2 separate regions of the Danio rerio genome follow, and region 1 is linked to region 2. The links are chromatin contacts, called in public Micro-C maps. All regions are on one chromosome and are shown on one strand. Each heading gives the region's core, a stretch centred on a gene start, on an enhancer-like site or on the middle of the called end of the contact. The rest is flanking DNA. Distances are from core to core; before and after follow the strand shown. Region 1 holds the start of si:dkey-193c22.1. Region 2 holds the start of tmem175 (transmembrane protein 175).

The links. Hi-C and Micro-C count contacts between places; a contact is called where the count stands out from the background.
Region 1: a Micro-C map of caudal fin shows a contact between it and region 2, with 2.7 times the contacts expected there. The contact joins the promoter of si:dkey-193c22.1 here to the promoter of tmem175 in region 2. A contact is called at or near these places in 5 of 18 Hi-C or Micro-C datasets (caudal fin, embryo, hematopoietic stem cells and 2 more) and 2 of 4 datasets of contacts at active chromatin or transcription factors (embryo and gastrula embryo).

Annotation. Positions count from the first base shown.
Region 1 is chr5:41,140,091-41,144,309 of GRCz12tu, reverse strand. si:dkey-193c22.1 reads left to right here and starts at 2,587. Exons shown (of 9, transcript NM_001100034.1): 1 at 2,587-2,730; 2 at 3,419-3,456. The coding sequence starts at 3,455.
Region 2 is chr5:40,925,059-40,928,961 of GRCz12tu, reverse strand. It overlaps tmem175 (transmembrane protein 175), which reads right to left and starts at 2,514. Exons shown (of 10, transcript NM_001100075.1): 1 at 2,222-2,514; 2 at 1,973-2,011. The coding sequence starts at 2,422. It overlaps LOC141385571 (a long non-coding RNA gene), which reads right to left. Exons shown (of 4, transcript XR_012406196.1): 4 at 3,592-3,903.

The DNA of each region.
Region 1 (4,219 bases), core at 1,338-3,837, 220 kb before region 2:
TAGATTGTCTAACCAGCATCTAAGGACAACGTTATTTGTTCGATAACAACATCAAATGACATTGAAATTTGGTTGACTTTAGATTGTATTGGAAATTGATGAAAATCCAATGTCGAGCAAATATCCAATGTCATTTTTGCATCACATGCTGACACTTCCATGATTTTCGTTGAAAAACTAAATGCAACATCCCTATGACACTGGGGTACAACTTTATTCTGATATCATGTTGACATCTTGTGCCTGCTGGATGTTTAAGGCCATTTCGATCATCATACAGTAAACATCTGTCATCTTCTCATCAGTGACATGCATCTTAACATTCTCGGGGTCAATGCATGTAAAGATTCTGGACATCTTGGACATCTTGGAAAATATATATATATATTTTTATCAATATAATTGAACAATATGTTTATATATTTATAATAAGTTTAAAGTAAACATCAATTTATATATTATATATTTGAATTGCATTAATATATTTCTTTTGATAACCCTATTTTGAGGTAATTCATTATGAGGGGATTTACCTTCTATGTGAGATTTGATAGGAATCACAGGACTGATTTTTCTAATCCCCATAGACAAGAAAAAAAAAGTAGTGACTAAAGGTTGAAGAAAAGTAGTGAAGTAAAAGTAATGATAACTACACTAAAAATGTACTCAAGGGAAAATAAAAGTACACATTTTTAAAACTACATTTTTACTTACTAAATTACAATTCCTGAGAAAAAGTGCTCAATTATAGTAATTTGTGTATTTTTAATTACTTTACAACACTATGCATACCTTAAAACTTAAGAATGGACTTGGGAAAAAGAATGGATAAAGTGAGAAAGAAAGGATGAATTGCAGTGCAGACTCCAAACCAAGGCTTCTTGTCCAAATCCATAGTCAAAGACTGAATGACGCTCATTTCAGAGGCCATTTTAACTTAAGGTGAAATGACATCTGACTCACAGAATCCACTGGCACATCACACCACTTACAGTGACACTTCTGGTGGCCCACACAGTCTTTTTGGCTAGTGTCAGTGGACAGTGACCTGTGACACTGATACTTGTGAAGTGTGTTGATGCACTGTGACCACAATGTTGCTGAAAGTGTGCTGGTGCAGAACACTGTGTGAGGATATACTCCAGCAGTGACACCCAGTGGAGCTTTATGTAGATTGTGAACACACGGGCAGAACGATGTTAATCATCAGTAACGTCACCTTTTCTAAAACACCCTGGCTTTTAGACTTGTTGCTGGTAACAGTCTGGATGATCCTTACCTTCTTTGGTCCGGAGCACATGGAGTCCATTTCTCCACAAAAATAACTGAAATACTGATTCATCTGACCACAGTACATGTTTCCACTGTGTGATGGTCCAATGGTCAGATGCCTTCGAGCCCAAAGAAGTCGACAGTGCTTCTGCACACTGTTAACATAGGGCTTCCTTTTTGGCACAGCAGTTTGAACTTGCATTTTTTGTTGGAACTGTGTATTGTGGTGCTTGACAAAGGTTTGCCAAAGTTGTTCTGAGCCCATGTGGTGATATTGCTTATAGATGAATGATGATTCTTGATGCTGTACCACCTGAGGGATCAGAGATCATTGTTATTTAGCTTAGGCTTATACCATTGTCCTTTACGTACACTGAAATTCCTCCAGATTACTCAAATCTTTTAATTATGTTATGCACTGTTGAAGGTGAAATATCTCGCTTTCTGTGAGAACCATGCTTTTAAAAATTTCAATAATTTTCTCACGTATTTGTTGAAATACTGGTGATCCTCTGCCCATCTTTGCTCCTAAAGGACTGGACCTTTCTTGGATGCTGCTTTTGTACCAAATCATAATCACCTGTTGACATCACTTGTTTCAAATCACATCGTTAATTAACCAGTTTACCTGATTACTAGCCCTAATAGCTCCTGTCCCAACCTATTTGGAATGTGCTGCAGGTCTGATTGACAGGAAGGGATGTATATTTACAAATAAAATGAAGTTAACCTGACAAAATCATGAAATATTTGGTGTTCAAACAATCTCCAATGAAATTCAAACTAAATTTAGAAATGACTACTTTTTTTTTAGTTTGCGTTTTTCATACTGTCCCAACCTTTTCTGATTTGGAGATGTATATACATACAAGATAGAAAGAAAGAAAGTAAGAATATATATATATATATTTTTTTCTTTTTTCTTTTTTCTTATATATAATATTCTATAATATTCTATATAATATATAATATTATCTTATATATAATATAAGAAATAATATATATATATATATATATATATATATATATATATATATATATATATATATATATATATATATATATATATATATATACATACAGTATATATATATATATATATATATATATATATATATATATATATATATATATATATATATATATATATATATATATATATATATATATATATATATATATATATATATATATATATATTCTTTCTTTCTTTCCCTATGAGCTAAATAGGGACACGTCTATGTTTTTTTAATTCTTGCGATGAGTTGTCATCATGTCCCGCCTAAGTGAGCCAACGAGCCAATAATCAACAGGGCACGCTGCAGTTTGCGCATGCCGAAAAAGCAATAGGGAAGTTCATTCAGTGCATCTTGGCCATCTGGGCTTATTCTTGTATGTCATATGCAGGATATGTTTTAAGACGGTGCACTCTTTTACAACACTGATGTTCTGTTTTCGGTACGTTTAATTATATTTTGTATGTAGCTAAATCCACGATAAAATAATATAATCTTATGTAACACAATTCAATGTCGACTGTATCTCTGCTAGCTGTTTTGTTTACACTTAATCTTTATCGAAGACTTTACGATTCATTCCTGACGTTTTGAGAACGTTTTGATTGTAAAGTCATGCTGTAAACGTTTACAGAGCTAATTTGTTAGACGTTGCAGTACATAGATGTTGTGTTGGTTTGATATGTAGCTATTACTAACGTTACTTTAAAAATGCGATTCAGATTACCATATGAATTCAGATTCAGATAACTTATGAATGTGCGTATTTTAACATGCCTGGATAGACTGAAGTAGGCAAATATTCCAAGTGGTGCTCGCTGCAGAGCCATTTGAGGAGAGCTGAGCTCCAGCACCCTCTCCAATATTCAGACACAGGTTGTGTCATTCTTCTAGGGGGCGCATGTCGACAATAAAAACACATAACCTCTGTACAGTCATATTTCTGGAAATGTTTCCAAATCTGTGTCTGTCTTGTTATAGTAGTATGCTATTTTTGTATCTTTATTTTGGGTAAATAAAAGATATTTTGGGTAAATAAAGCTTTGGCAATATTGTATTTCTTACAGTTGTGTCAATAAAGGGATAAATGTATGTTGTATATTAAAATCCCTGTCCTCTTGCTACTTCAGGTGTCAGCGCTAATCACCACCAGCTGCAATAAAAACATGTAAGTATTTTAAGTTACTGCTACACTCAAAAATCATAAATAGTTTTAAAAGTAAAATAAAAACAAAAGTATTTATACATTATAAAGATGTTATTCAGATCAAAATATACAGTAAAGACATTTTTAATAAACATTTTTATATTCTGTTGTATATATTTAAAATAAATGCTGTACATTTGAACTCATTTGAACTGTTCAGTCATAAAAAAATAATTAAACAAAATTTAGGAGCACTGTTTTCAAGACTGATAATATTAAATGTTTTTAAATCAGCATATACGAGTGCTTTCTAGATGCTAAAAATTAAGCTTTGCCAATAAAGAATAAGTTGCAAAAAATTTTAAACATTCATTCATTTATTTTCTTTCATCTTTGTCCCTGATATATCTGAGGTTGCCACAGCAGAATGAATCATCAATGTTTTATGCAGTGGATGCCCTTTCAGCCACAACATTTTTAAACAGTCATTTCAAACTGTAATAATATTTGATATCATTATGTGTTTACTCTATTTTTGATCAAATACATTTTATTGAGCAAAGGAGATCAAAACTGTTGAGAACAAATTTCATACACAAAAGATGACATACATTTATTTTGAAAACTGATTGATTGTTTACATGCTTTTTACTGTCACACTTGACAGAAATCAATATAAAAATGATTGACATAATTTAAAATTCTGTAAATTATTAAAAAATGTTTTCCATGGACATCTTATTATTAAAAACTAATGTGTTATTATTATTATTTTTTACATTTT
Region 2 (3,903 bases), core at 1,265-3,764:
AAAGCCTGCAGTTTGTTGCTTCGGCCTAACTGTGCATTCACACCGAAAGCGGCAAGAACGTCAAAGTAGCTGGAAGTCATTCATTTTCAATGGGAGCCGATGGCAATAAGCAGCGAGGAGCAGCGCGGTGCGCTTTCACTGGTGTGGGTGTCAAGGAGAGTTGTAATCAAGGCAACTTTATGGCAATGAACTATGATGTGGTTCGGCGGCAAGCAATCAGAATGTTTAAGTCCACCACTTGAGAGGTTTCCAGAAAACACAGTCCTGTGAACTTAAGACCGCAGTTTTTACCCAATGGGTTGATTATTGCGGTCGCCGTATTTCCAACTATTTACGATGTTTCTCCAGGGACATACAATAAAATACAGTAACTGGCAAGTTACTGATGTGCATTAATGATATAAATATGTTTTATTTCTTTAAAAATAAATTGGTAATCTCGTGCTAGCTATAACGATTTCAGAACATTTCAGACAGAAGGACACATATTGGATAAGTAAAGCAAAGCCATACCACACGCATCAACTTAATCTTGCATTGTTAAATAAATTTGAGAAAAAACGTGCAACATTTTCACGCTAGAAAGCATGTTTTATGTGGGAATGTAACTGATTTACTATCTGGTATGCTGCAACTGCTCCTTTAAATACGAGATTAATATATCAAATTTTGACGCTCTCACTGCCGGAGCTGTTGTCGTCACAGCGGTTAGAGCAAACTTTAATGCTCTCGCCACCTTCGATGTGAATGCAGTTTGTAAAATATCCAAAAATTCTTAGATCAGGTAAAGATTTTGTTTTGTTTTTAACTTCGGAAGAAATAAGAGTTTAGAGGCAAGAACATAAGCAAAAAACAAGCAAAGTTATCTGCCAAAAGAACTTCTCTTTTCTTGCATAAATCATAAAAATTCTGTATAGAGTAATTTAATACAATACTTTAACTCCTGTTCAACTATAATCCAGACTCAACATTGCATGTCTTACGATGTGACAATTGTAAATGCACACATTTCGATATCGATGCTGAAACAATATATTGTGCAGCCCTGTTGTAATATGTGCTTATACTGTTTAAAATACTGGGTGACTTGTCATAACCATAATAAACAGAGAAGAGGAGCTCCAGTGACAATGCTTTATCACAAGAAGCATGCAGTTTTATTTATTAAAGACAGTCACTTTTGCTTCTAGAGGGAGTGTATTTACAACAAACAAAGACGTATTTTGATGACGCCATGAACTTGTGGAATCACGGGGTATTCAATCCATCCTAAAGGATTCCTGGAGAAATGATGTTCATGGATGAGCTAAAGTATTCCTGTGGTTTCACTGATAACATGCAGTTTTATCATACTAAACACATTTCAGACTTCTGTCTGCTTTGTGCAGTCTAATAAAACACCTCATATTAAAGTATCGAGGGTGTATGACATCATTAGTCTGACAACAATGGACACGATCCATCCATGTCATTAGTTAAAACTGCTTATATCTTTGGATTTGAACATTCTTCAAGCCAAAAAAAAAGTGATTTTTGTATATTTTAATGAAAAACACCTTACATATCTGTGCTTTCATACCACTAGAGCTGCAAAACATACAAAAATTAAGTTACTGAAAAATAAAGATGCTAAATGAACAAATTATAGCAGTTAATAAGATTTCAGCCTACAGTGAATATCGATTTCAGTTGGCTTTTAGCTAATATCTTATCTGTTTATTTAAAATAATTTACAAGTCATCTTGTGGGTGTGTGCTGGTGCCCCCTGGTTGAGAAACACTGACTTAAATTCAGATGATTTTCTTTTCTGCAAGTAACACATACTGTATGTACATATGCACATGAAGACACGCGTTTTGTTCTGTGTTCACACAGTCACAAAGGTTTCGCTCAACATAAACGTGTGTAAATGATGACAATTCTCTTTCTTAGGATGAACTGTCACTTTAAGATGATCTAAAGATAGGTTTACCTCATCTTCCTGAATTTTTGTATGTGCAACAGGCAAAATCTGTAAACACAAAAAGCAGGCAGTTCTTAAAATTCATTATCATACATGTAACGTTACTTCATAGGAAAAGCTTTTGAATGGAGCTCAAAAACAAGTGAGTCATGGGGAATAACAAGGAATTGTCATTATGCGCCCTGTCACGTGGACGACAGTTTACGTATATTATAAATAAGTAAGATGTCCCAGAGGCTGAGTGTGAGTTTTCCTCACCATGACAGTGGCGATGATGGAGATGAGGGCATCACTGTAGGCGAGCAGGCGGTGTGAGGACTGAGTGCTGCTGTGTCCCTCCTTCACCGACGACGCCACGCTCTCCAGAAACGACTGCGCGTGAGTCCGCGGCGGCCGTCTCTTCTCCATCTCTTCGTCGTCATGATGCTCAATTATCTCGCTTTCGTCGTTCTCCCCCATGGCCGCAGTTGAGAGTGCTGTCTGTCAGTGGACGGAGCAGGCATGAACACACGGTAGTTTTGTTTGCAAACAACGACGACGTAGTGTCAGCTGACCGGAAGTTAGCGATGTCTGATTCTTAAGCGAATCATTCATTTGAGTCGAATCTTTTGAATGCATTAGCTGAACTGATTCGTCGACCTGAAATGACTTTTTGTTAAAACGTTTTTAATGCACATAACATAGTAAGTGTTGTTTAAAAGGACAAACTGAAATGAACTTCTATCTGATGGATATTTAGGATGGATTGAGTAATTATTTTCGTAATAAAAATGATGCTTTTGCGTGAGTGATTTGTCAGACAGACCTTTTAAGCTACTAACAGCCAAATATAATGAAAAAAAATATATGTATGTATTAGCAAAATCGTGGATAAAAACAAGCTGATGATCCAGGCGTAGAAGAGACGTACGTAAAAGCATCACTGAATCTTCAAACAAATCAGTACAATCTTTATTTCTTAATGGAATTGTATCAGTTCCAAATGTTACTTTTATTGGAATTCTTTAGTTTCTGATATTGATTGGAGGAAAATATGGCTCATTCCAAATAGCTACTTCATAAGTTTCATTTGGAATTATTCACCGTACATACCAAAGACTGTGTAAAATAGGTACATACCCATTGAATACTTTAGCAAGATATAAAAAAGGAGATATTGAAAGTAATTATTCATTTTGTAAGCAACACCTAACAGTACCTAATTCACTTATTTTGGCAAGGCAGTTATTCTAAGTTGCTTAGGAAAGATTTTCCCTTTATTGTAATTGAGAATGTTGATAAAGATTTTTCCATATTAAGGGAAAATGTTTTGTTTGGTTTTGTTAATTATAAAACAAAAGCTTTACATAAATCTTCTTATCTTATTAACAAAATGTTACATACATATAATGTATGTATGTAACATTATATATTAATATAATATATTTAATTTAATTTAATTTAATTTAATTATAATTTTCAAACCAAAAACCTTTTTTAATATTTTGCTCACTGAAATGCAGTATTACTCTGAAACTATTTCTAACTCTTTTACAAAAAAGGCTTTAAAAACAACAGAAATTTGTAAAATATATAATCTTTTTCTTTTACCGTTTGTTTTGTTTTTTTGTTGTTTTCTTTTTGTCTTTCCATTTCTTTATAATGTACTGTGATTGTATATTTTTACTTGTTGCATTAAAAAAAGCATCACTGAATCAGTTCTTTTCATTTCTTTGAAACAGACGGTTTTGCAAGTTCGGGCCTCCTACCACTGAGTGGATCAAATAAAGAAAGAACCGCCTCCCTCAAAATCTTAAGTCTTAGTTCAGATCAGATCTATTGTGCCAATTTAGTTATACATAAAATGTTTAATGCTTTAAGCATTAATTAAATGTGACATAAGTTTAAATAATTTAACAATTTCTTTGATTTTAACAGTAATATTAACCTACCTTTTTATA